2 separate regions of the Canis lupus genome follow, and region 2 is linked to region 1. Evidence: chromatin contacts called from public Hi-C data. All regions are on one chromosome and are shown on one strand. The core of a region is the stretch at or near the end of the contact, and the rest is flanking DNA. Distances in the headings are between cores, read along the strand shown. Region 1 has its middle 82 kb from the start of CDK13. Region 2 holds the start of RALA (ras-related protein Ral-A).

Region 1 (5,845 bases), core at 1,415-3,914:
GCTTGTGTGTTACACAAATGGGCCAAAGACGGCCTCCACAGGTCAGTCCCTAGGCTGCTGTTCCTTGGCTGTGGGCTGAGACCCATCAGCTCCAAAGCCCACCCCCTCCCTGGGGCAAAACTCAAATTTTTTACACATCCACTTACTTCAAAAATAGCTCAAAGAAACCATTTAAAGCTGGCCTGCTTTTGCACACTTTGCAAGACACAGCTCACCCCATATCTGCGAGCCAGAGAGAGGACAGTCTGATAGTTATAAGACCCCAAGCTGCCCTTTGACCCAGGCACTCTCCACCCTGCTGCTGAGCACCAGTAGCTAGACAAGGAAGCCCCCTCTGTGAGTCCCACATCCCTGGGGGCTCCCCTGCCTGCCTCTGCTGGATGGTGGCTCATTGAGCTCACTTAGAGCTTCTGCTGGTTTCATGCTATGAGAGGGTCACCGCCCCCCACCTGCCCCGCCTCCCGAGGGCAAACTTGTTAAATCTTGTGTGTTACTGCCCCTCATGGTCATGTTTTCCCTGGGCCAGCCCCCAAACTCCTTGAACCTCGACACCATACCCCTCTTACTCCTTCCTGAGACGGCGGCTCAGGATAGGGCTGAGGCTCGAACTGAGGCCTCATTCTTCCTGGGTGAATCTTCCCATCTGAGGCCAAAGGGGAGAGACTGTTCTGGGGCAGAGAGGATGGACACTACACAGGGGCCCGGAGAGTTGGCCCTGAGGCCTCAGTCCCTACCTAGTACCAGGGAAGGGCAGTGTGGGGGATATGGTCAGGATGTCATCAAGAAAGGATACACTTGTTAGTGAAAAGCCAGACACACACACTTGCTATCAGATTTCTTAAAAAATGATGTTATTATTTATTTGAGAGAAAGAGATAGTGAGAGAGAGAATAAGCCCAGAGAAAGGGGAGAAGCAGGCTCCCTGCTGAACTGGGAGCCCAATGTGGGGCTCAATCTCAGGACCCTGGGTTATGACCTGACCCCAAGGTAGATGCTTAACTGAGCCACCCAGGTCCCTCAGATTTTATTTATTTATTTGAGAGAGAGAGAGAGAGAGAGAGAGGCGCGGGGAGGGGCAGAGGGGAAGAAGCAGAGTTCCCGCTGAGCAGAGAGCCTGATGCCAGCTCCATCCCAGGACCCTGGGATCATGACCTGAGCCAAAGGTAGATGCTTAATGAACCCAGACACCCCTCTTATCTTAAAAAATCTTAAAAAAAAAAAAAAAGCCAAATGCATAGAAACACAGAGTAGAAAAGTGGCTGCAGGAGCTGGGGTGTAGGAGGAGATAGGGAGAGTTGGTAAAGAGATATAAACTTTCAGCTCTAAGATGAATAGGATCTGAGGAGCATTATAGTGTAAAACATGGGGATCCCTGGGTGGCTCAGCAGTTTGGCGTGGCCTTAGGCCCAAGGTGTGATCCTGGAGCCCTGGGATCAAGTCTCGAATTGGGTTCCCTGCATGGAGCCTGCCTCTCTCTCTCTGTGTCTCTCATGAATAAATAAAATCTTTTTAAAAAATGTAAAACATGGTGACCACATTGAAAACACTGTATTGTGTTACTGAAGTTTGCTAAGAGAGTAGACTGTAAATGTTCTCACATAAAAAAGAGAGAGAGAGAGAGAAGACAGACAAGCATGTGAGGTGATGAATGTGTTAACTAACTACGTGGGGGGAATCCTTCCACAACGTGTATGTATATCAAATCTCTGCGATGTACACTTCAAATATCTTATAATTGTAGGTGCCGATTATACCTCAACAAAGCTAATTTTTTTTTTTTAAGGGGAGGGTTACCCTCTTTTAGGGCCATGTCTGGCCATGATCTCTTCACTGCCTTCAGCACAAAGGGCCACTTTCAGCGCAGTCCTGGTCTCGAGTGGAGAATGCAGGTTCGAAGGCCGCCCCGAGTGCCATCCCCCGGAGGGCAGGAGCCTCCTGTCTCCCGCACGGCCGCACCTGCAGTCCTTGGAGCTGGGCCTGGCTCACAGGTGGCCCTTGCACGCGCTGAGCAAGGGACGCACGGAGGAAGGAGGGGCTTCCCTGCAGGGAGCCTCTGGAGCTGGGTTGAGCCGGGTTCTGTGGCCTGCTAAGGTACCTTCTGGGCCGAGGAACCCTTGACAGGGACACCGCCTTCCTCACCCCAGCCACAAATACCAGGGAGGAGATGCCTGCCACGAGGAAGGCGCACGCCGGCCTCCGCGGCTTAGAGACCCAGGTTCTTTCGGGGTCTGCGGCAGAGGAAGGAGACGGCGGGCATTCAGGCTCCGTCCTTCACCGCGGGGCTGGCGGGCGCCCCCGGCCCCCAGGCGTCCCCCGCCCCGCCCTCCCCTCCCCCCCCCCCTCCCCTCCCCCCTCCCCCCCTCCCCTCCCCTCTCCCCACTCCCCCTGCGCCTGAGCCCCACCTTCCCCGCAAGTCAGCGACCCGACTCCCCGCCCAGACCTCTCCGGCCCTGCTCCCAGGGGAGGAGCAGGAGGGATGCGATGGGGGGGCGGGCGGTGAGTCGGGAGAACCCGAGAGGAGGTGCCTGCAGGACGTCCGGGGGACCGGGAGCCCTGCCGCCCCGCGCCCCCTTCCTCCTCGCCCCGCGCCCGCCCTCCTGCCCAACCCCCAGCCCGAGGCGCCAGCCCCGACCGCCCACCCAGCGACTGTTGACGTCACGAGGCTCTCGCCATCTCATTGGTCGAAATTTCTCTCCCCCTTGCGTGGGAAGGAGGGGAGCTGTGGTCCCGGGTGACGCGGGCGGCGGTTTCCATGGCGACTGCCGCCGGGCCGCGAGCCAGGGCCGACCTGGGCCTCCCCCGGCTCCAGGAGACGGGGTCCCCGGGGCAGAGGCGGCTGCGTCCGTAGGGCCTGGAAGCCGGAAGCCGGATCCCCCCGGCTCGGGCTCGGGCTCGGCCGCGGGGTGGGGGCGGGGTGGAGATGGGGGTGGGGTGGGGCTAGGAGTGGGGGCGGGGACCGGGTGGGGGCGGGGGTCCCCAGCCTGCAGCCCCGCTGCGAGTGCGCCCCGCCAGCTTTGTTCTCGCTGTGGCACGTCCTCTGCGCATTTTTTCCTTATGTGGAACCAGAGGGAGAGGCCGAGACACAGGCAGCGGGAGATCCCGAGCGGGACTCGATCCCAGGACCCCAGGATCACCCCCAGAGAGAAGGGACTGGCTGTCCGCGCCGCTGCGCGGGCACCTGCAGCTTCACGACGAGAGCTTCCCACTAACCGGGAGGCGGGCATCCCAGACCCAGCTCTGCCTCTGGCCTCCGTGGCCGCATCTGTAAAATGGGGATGTTGGGGTCCGGGCCGCGGCTTCGGGGTGCAGGGGCATTGGAGCCCTTGCGGCTTGGCGCTTCCAGCGGGGGTCTCTCACCTGCCAGGTGTCTTTAAGGGGTTCGAGATGAAGCGACTTGCCCCGGCTGGCACAGCTGGACGAGTGGCTGAGTCAGAACACGGGTCATTTCCAGCGCTTCTCGCCAGCAAGGCACCCCCTGCGGCGCCTCATTTGCAGACAGGACGGTGAATCCCTCCGCGGTGGGGTGTCGCGGAGACTGTGAAACCACGGAGAGAAGATGCCAAGCCCCTGGCTCTTAAGAAATGGTCATTATGATGTCTAATTTTTAGTAAAGAAAATGGATTTTTGTTAAATGTGTATTCTGCGTGGGGTCCCCAGGCTCATTCTGTTAACTGTTTGCCCCTTTGGCGGGTGTGGCTTCCGGTGCTTTTGCCTCCCCCAACCCTCACGTCTTATTCCCAGGGACTCAGCTTGCTTCTCTCTCCTCCTGATCATTTCATTATCCCCTCCACCACCCCCAGCTGTACCCCAACTTGCTGCCATCTCATAGATTTACTGGTTCCAAAGAAAAGGCATAAACTTTGCCATAATTCATAGTTTTGGGGGTTTTAAAGATTTTGTTTATTTATTCATGAGAGACACAGAGAAAGAGGCAGAGACACAGGCAGAGGGAGAAGCAGGCTCCATGCAGGGAGCCCGATGTGGGACTTGATCCCAGGACCCTGGGATCTCATCCTGAGCTGAAGGCAGATGCTCAACCACTGAGCCACCCAGATGACCCTAATTCATAGTTTTGTTTTTCACACAGGAACACATTACAAGAGAAATAATGAACCAATGCACTTATGCAGCTTAAGAAAATTATGCCAAGATGTCATGTGACTGCTCTGCTGGGCACTTAAATATTGGCCTCGCTCTGGTCACGGGCCTAGGCTCCCTTTCCACCTCCAGCACATCTGTGCAGACGGTTCCCAAATCTCTGTTGCCAGCTCAGGTCTCTCCTGACATGTGGACTCAGCTGTGTACTGTGCAACGTCCTCAATCTTTCATTCAAGAACATGGAGCTCCCCACTTCTCTGAGTGGGGCTCAGGAGCATCAAGTCAGTGAAAGACAAGCCCCCATTCTGACCTAACAGCCTGGGAGGGGGAGGACCAGGCCAGAGCCCACCTGCCTCGGCAGGCAGGAATGAGGGATGATAAGGGGGAGAACTGAAGCCCCCTCTGTGCATTTTGCTTAGTCGGATGCCTTGAGACCCACTAGATTCCATGGTCCCCACCTCAGGCAAGAACTGAAAGTAGACGGGGCGCCTGGGTGGCTCAGTGGTTGAGCAACTGCCTTTGGCTCAGGGTATGATTCTAGGGTACCCTGATTGAGTCCCACATCGGGCTCCCATGGGGAGCCTGCTTCTCCTTCTGCCTGTGTCTCTGCTTCTGTGTTTCTCATGAATAAATAAATAAATAAATATCTTAAAAAAAAAAAAAAAAACTGAAAGTGGACCCCAGAGGAACAAAGCTGGAGAGAGCTAGTGGGGTAGGGAAATCTTTGGACGTGCTGTTTCCTCCTCCTCCTCTAGTTAACTTAGACCTTCCAGAACTTGAGGCTCACAAAACCTTGTATGAAAGGGCCGCAGCTTACCTATGTGCACCCATCTCCCACGGATCCCCTTCTCTTCAAAATTACCATGAAGTCCTAGCACATGCTCTTGGGTAGAATGAATGAGTAGAACATTCCCGCTCCTCTGTCCCGCCCCACCACCTACATCTTCACCAGGCTCTTTGCAGCTTGTCCTTCTGATCTCAACTTAGACGTCACTTCGTCCAGGAAAACTTCCCAAACGTCAAAAAATTGGCTAAAGATAACTGACGGATGCATATCAAAGTGAAGTGACACTTTGTCTAGGATTTGTCTTAAAATACGTTGAAAAAAGTAAAGAGGGCTAAATGACCAAGAGTGGCCAATTTTTGATACTTAAATTGGGGGATTATTGTATGAGGATTCATTATACTATTCTCTCTTCCTTTGCATATATTTGAAAGGTTACCAACTAAAAGAGAGAGGGAGAAAGAGAGAGAGAGAAGAAAAGCACACATACACTAATACACAAAGTCTTGGGTAGGAGTGACAAGGCCAGACATAGACCCTTTTGCCTTTGGCCAATGTCCTGTTCTGTGTCTCATGAGTGATTAGTTTGAACTGTTTGTCCCCTTGAAACTAGATAGACACAGAGATGAACATTCCCCAGTTAGCTGGAGACTTCCCCTAACTGCCAAACAGCCCCACTGTTAAGTCCCCCACCCCTGCAACCTGTCTCCTTCCCCCTGCAGAAGTCTAAGGCGAACCGCCCTGCCTACACACTCTGACCTTCCGGTCCCGGGAGCCGTCCCTAATGCAGTTGACTGACTGACAAAAGTTTATCTTGTCTGTTCTACAGTTTCATAGTATTCCTCTGCATCATAGATATTGTGCTGAACTGTGATCGCCTGTCTGTCTGTCTGTCTGCCCGCCTGTCTTCCCCAGCGTCAAGCACAATACCTGGCATAGAGTAGCTGCTCAAGAGCTGTTTGT
Region 2 (5,845 bases), core at 1,809-4,308, 92 kb before region 1:
TTTCTTATCTGGCCAATACACCCAGAGGGTTTTGTTGTTGACAGTTGTTACTATATGTGTAGTTAATGTACCTTCATATTTTTATAAATTGGCATATGTGTATAAAAATATGCATATTACATAGCCATGAATGTTTAAATGTGTTTACATATGCATATACCTTTCAAAAAAGAAATAATGAAGCTATTAATCTTTTTTAAAAGATTATTTATTTGAGAGAGTGAGCAAGCAAGAGAGCACAACCGGGGGGGGGCGGGGTTGGGGGGAGAAGCCGACTCTCCACTGAGCAGGGAGCCCGATGTGGGGCTCTGTCCTGGGACCCCGGGATCATGACCTGAGCCCAAGGCAGACACTTAACCAACTGAGCCACCCAGATCCCTATAAATCTACTAATCTAATGGGCAAAGCTTCATCTACTGCAGGGTAGACATTGGACAAAACCTCATAGGCCTATACATTTTTTATTTTGTATTTCTGGTTAATCAATGATGAGAATGACAGATAATTCACAGGAATGCTTCCTGTTTCAGACAAACATGTAACTGCAGGTAAAACTTTTTATTCTATAGGGACATGAGTAATGCTTTCATAGAAAATTCCAGTTATATGACTACAGTAAACTAATGACTAATTCTAAAACAAGATTCTGACAAAAGCATACCTACCTGTATATGTCCAAAACACAGATTAGCTATAATAGCAGTGAACATAAGAATTAGTTACTAAAATCTTTTACTCTTTACTTATTCTATGTTTAATAGACAAGGTTTGATCATAAATAATGAAAATTAAACACAGGAATAAATCTAAGCCTATCTTTTTTGTTGTTGTTGTAAACTTAAGCCTATTTCAAAAACAGAATCCTTCATGTTCTTGAAGTTGCCCAGGCAGCAAATTTAGGAATGCTCATGAGTTCTACTGGATATTAGTGTTAATTATTAATAATATATAGTTACAATTATACCCTTTCATCCAAGTACCTCAAAGAGCTCTTAAAGCATTAATTTGTTATTTCTTATAATATCTCCGAGAGGCAGGCCAGTAGAGGGTTATTATTATCTCTATTTTACAAAGAAACTAGGGCATGGAGAGGTTAAGTGACCGTGCTAGGGTCATATGGTGAACAAAGAACATAAAGGGGCCTCGAGATCATTGTTCTCATTTCCAGTTCAGTATGGTATCCATTAGCTGGTTGTTAATACACCTACATGTATTTCCACTCTAAGAAAACTGAGAATAATATATTTGAATAATCTAAGAACTAAAGGCGAGAGTCCCTCGTGGTTTACATTCAAAAGTGCCAAATAAAAACCCATAGTCTTTGGTTTGCTGTTGCAGCTCTTATTTATAGGGGTTTTGTTATTTGCAGCTTTCCGAAGTCTTTGCTGAAAACGACCCATTCTATTTCTGCTTTCAGGTAGGTTAGCTTGGCTTTCAACAGCCAAGAAGCAGTTGAGACAGGCTGACTAATCAACTCGAGGTTGACCGTCATTGTGTTCCCATTGCTCACTTTTCTGGAAGTCGACCTCCTGGCTCTCCATTCGACAGGTATTTGTGCAACCTCCCGTCACAATCCTTTGTGGCTGCTTTAAATAAGCTGTTTATCGCCAATGATTAAACTTAAAAACTTTTTTTACGTTAACAATGGCATTCCATCTTAGGAGTTTGTGCTGCTACACTAGCTAACATGGCCATATTTGGGTTTTCTGTAAGCCTGACCTTTCTAGTCTTGACCAGGGAGACATTTGGGTGTTAGCATGTGTGGATGGACATGTACTACCAGACGGGGGATTTAAAAAGGTGATTATTTCAGCAATCTTCCCACAAGAAGGTAAGGAAAAGGAGTGGTTTTGAGACTGTTCAATGAGAGGAGACTGCAGTGGGCTTGGAGGTGGGGATGCGAGCCTGTGGTGTCCCTGACCTCAGCCCAGAATTTCCCCAGAGCTCTAGACACAGGCGGCAACTGCCAGACCGCACTCAATGGGCCAGGTCCAAAATGGCACTCCCTGACCCCATCCCCGCCATTCCCTATCTCATTTTGGTAGATCTTACCCTCACCCTCCTCTAAAAGCAAAATAAGGCATCATTATTGGTACTTCCAGGCATCATTATTGGTACTTCCAGGCATCATTATTGCTTCTTCCAGACATCATTATTGCTTCTTCCAGACATCATTATTGCTTCTTCCAGGCATCATTATTGCTTCTTCCAGGCATCATTATTGCTTCTTCCAGGCATCATTATTGCTACTTCCATTCGCTTACCGAGAATCTGCCCCCAGCAACCAACTGCAATTGGACGCTCACCGCTACCCACACAATGGCCCCATCCTTTCCCTAGACTTCTGCGCCGGCCCCTCGTGCACAGGCCCTGTGGCCCCACTCCTCCCCTAAAGCTGTCCAGGGTCACTCCTCTCCTCCTTGCCTCACCGAGGAGTGAAGACATTTGGTCCCTGCGTCTCCATCACCTTTGTCCCCAGCAACCCAGGCTTGACCTTTTTAAGTCCTGGAATCACTGCCCACGCTCCGACGCGCGATTCGCCGCGTGCCGCATGTCCTCTTTGTGGGGACGTGGATGCGCCCGCCCCGTCCCCGGTGCTGGTGCTGGGGGGGAGGGGCGGGGGGCCCTGACCTTGAAAGACCCGAGGCACCCGCGGGTCGTCCGCTCCGCCCTCCGCAGACCGAGGCCCCGCACTTCCGAAGCCCGCCAGCCGGGCGGCCACCCGCCAAACCACCTCCAACCCCCGCCGCCGAGAGCAAGATGGCGGCCTCCGCGTCCCCTCCTTCCCCGCGAACCCCGCCCGGGCCCCACAAGAGAGACGAGGACGCCGAGATGCGGGCACCTCCGCGAGGCCTGCGGCGACCCCCACCTCGCCGGGCGCGGGGGGCCTGGGTAGGGCCGCCCGCGGGGCAGCGCAGCGGGGCGACGCCGGCCAGTCCGCGCCCCGCCGGCCATTGTTCTCCAGCCCCGGCCCCCGGCCCCCTCCTCTCGGCCCACGGACCGGAAGTAGTTCCCCAGCCGGCCCCGCCCCGCTCCCCGGCGCCCCGGAAGTGATCTGCGGCGGCTGCTGCAGAGCGGCCAGGAGGAGGGTGGATCTCCGGAGAGCGGAGCGCCCCGAGTCCTCCTCCTCCTGCTGCTGCTGCTGCTCCCGCTCCTGCCGCCCAGGCTCCGCCGCCGCCCGTCGGACTCGTCCTCCTGCCGCCCGCGGCGGGGAGCCTCCCAGACGACAGGGGCCGAGCTCTGTCCGCCCGAAGCCCGCGGGGCGGCGGACCGGCTTGCGGTGCAGGTGAGCGATGCCCGCCCGGGCCGCCGCGGGAGGGGTCGGGGCCGCGGGGCGGCGGCGGCGGCGGCGGCGGGGGTGTGTCCGGGCGGCGGCGGCCCGAGGCCCAGGCTCAGGGCCGGGACGCCGAGATTGCACGTCCCGCGTTCCGCCCGGGAGCGAGCTGCGGGACGAGCCCGGGCTGGGAGCGGGGGCCGGGCGAGCGCACCGCCGGGGGCCGGGGGCCGGGGGCCGGGGGCCGCGAGCCGGGGGCCGGGAGCCGGGAGCCCAGGGCCGCGAGCCGGGAGCCGGGGGCCGCGAGCCGCGGCGTGGTCCTCCCAGCCCGGCCTCTCCGCGAGCCGGCCTCGTCGGAAGGTCACCCTGCATCTCTGGCCGCCGCGCCGAGGTCCCCGCCTGGGCGGTGCCCGCGACCCGGGGGGACCCGCCGGCCCCCGCCGCAGTCCCCGCGCTTCACTCCGCCCCTCTCCCCTCCTTCCCTTTCCTCCACTCCGCGCCTGTACTAGAGCAGTTGCTTCTGAGGCATCTCCGCCAGGGTTTTGTGCCAGTTAAAGCAATGGCTTTTTCAGACTGAAGTCCTTAGGTGCTCCGCCTTGAACTGCACAGGTCTGTCTGCCCCTATTAGCATCACCTAGCCTGTAAAGCGAGGGAGAGAATATAGGTTTTTTTTGGGGGGTTTTGTTTTGTTTTGTTTGAGTGAGGGGGTAATTCCTCTTGGAGATTTGTTCCTGAAGGAGTGGAAGATGTGATTTGTGGTTTGCTTTTAGCCTGGGTGTCTGTGTGTAAGTGGGCAGGGATGACAGCACAGAGAGGTGGCAGTGTTGTTTCAAGGTTTAGGGAGAATTAGGGAGTTAACTGGCTTCTGCTGGGAAACCTGAATGTCCAGGCTTGTGCGAGCTTATCCAGGTGTCTTCGGGGTTGTGTGAGATCTCCAGTGCCACGCCCGACGTGTCAAGCTGAAAAGCACCCAATTTGCAGATTGTGGTCGCTGTGTGTGTGTGTGTGTGTGTGTGTGTGTGTCGAGGGGTGGGTGGGTGGGGGGAGTAGGGAGGCCTTTGTAAAACATGTGCCCTAAGTTAATTTTTGTCCTGAAAGTACATTACAACTTTGGTCATCACGTTCCCTTAACTCATATAACAAAATTTGTTAATAAACTCGCAGTGGACGGCCTGTTTTTTGTTTGTTTCCAGCTCCTTTATTAATATATTTAAATGTATATCTTACTCGTTTCTGTGTCTGTGAATACAGTATTATTGTAAAATGATTCTTGTGACTCTTCAGACATTATTTTTAGGCTTTGAATTTTTTCAGGGCAGGAACCGTGTCTTATGCATCCCTGTTGCTCGCAAGTGATTACTGGAACATAGGAGCTCTCCCGTATTTCTTCACTGAATGAATGAATGTGGAGATGATGCCACAGCTGCCTCAGGAGTCATTTATTTCTTGGGTTTTCTGTTGTGTTCCAGTTTCTTGGCGCAAAGACTATGCTTTGTCTTAAATGTTTTTTTGGCGTAGTGAAAGGACAATTCAAGAAGAATCCTTTGTTGTCCTTCCAAAACTATCCTCCCCTGGAAGGTTAAAATTTATATTTAGGGTGTTGTGATTGGGCAGTGTATTCCAGTCTTCAATAATTGCCAATTAAGCAAGTTTATCCAGGGTTATTATTATTATTTTTTTAATATTTTATTTATTTATTTATTCATGAGAGACACAGAGCGAGGCAGAGACAGAGGGAGAAGCCGGCTCTGTGCAGGGAGCCCAACACGGGACTCAATCCTGGGTCTCCAGGATCACGCCCTGGGCTGAAGGCGGCGCTAAACCACTGAGCCACCTGGGCTGCCCATATCCCGGGTTATTAAAGAGATTTCCTAGTGATAGCTTATGTTTGGAGGTTGATAACCGTAACTTATCTTAACCAAAAAGAGGAAATTGGGAGTCACCACTGTTTGGAAAACCGTTGATACATCCCAGAATTGCTTATAGTGGCTTATTTCTCCCCTGGGTATGTGAAATCCTCTCACATCCTGATAGGACCTTGGCATGATTTACCAGTAGCCACTTTCACATTTCTTTGCAGAGATCCAGATGTTCCCTAATGTGTCTGCTGAATATGCAGTTATCTGTATCACTTATTTTAAAGTAGTTTCGTACAATCCTTTCTTTGCAGGGCTTTCAAGGGAAAAAAAGGGCTAATTATAGGGAAGAATCTTGTTTACCATTTGTGTGGGGGAATAATTTTTGTCTGTAGAAGGTTAGGTTATTTTCAATTTAGAGATCCACCCCCCCACCCCACCCCCCCCAAAAAAAAAGTGCTGATACCTTCTTTCCTTTCCGAATGTCTGGTTGTGGTCCTGTACTGGTTTTCCGAGCTTAGCTTCTGCGGGATATGAATGAATGTACCAGAATCACTTCTTGTATATATGTGTGTATCAGTGTTACCCACACTTGTAATCCTTAGTAGATGGGTGGCAAGGACAATCACTTTTGATACAGTATATATTTTTAGTGGAGAAAAACATTATGATATAGGGAGACAGTTTATGGTTTTTCTTGTTTTATAAAGTGTTT

Evidence for each region. A called contact is a pair of places that touch in the nucleus more often than the background predicts.
Region 2: a Hi-C map of blood shows a contact between it and region 1, with 2.0 times the contacts expected there. The contact joins the promoter of RALA here to the enhancer-like site in region 1. A contact is called at or near these places in 3 of 9 Hi-C or Micro-C datasets (amygdala, blood and liver).

What each region holds. Positions count from the first base shown.
Region 1 is chr18:10,110,495-10,116,339 of UU_Cfam_GSD_1.0, reverse strand. No RefSeq gene overlaps it. Among named protein-coding and RNA genes, the nearest start is that of CDK13, 82 kb to the right of the region's middle. Within about 2 kb of position 2,664, at least 18 of the 20 cell types and tissues checked have an H3K27ac peak or open chromatin away from gene starts, as enhancers often do. A contact at or near this core is called in blood and liver, where this site is marked.
Region 2 is chr18:10,203,183-10,209,027 of UU_Cfam_GSD_1.0, reverse strand. RALA (ras-related protein Ral-A) reads left to right here and starts at 3,058. Exons shown (of 5, transcript XM_038562663.1): 1 at 3,058-3,286.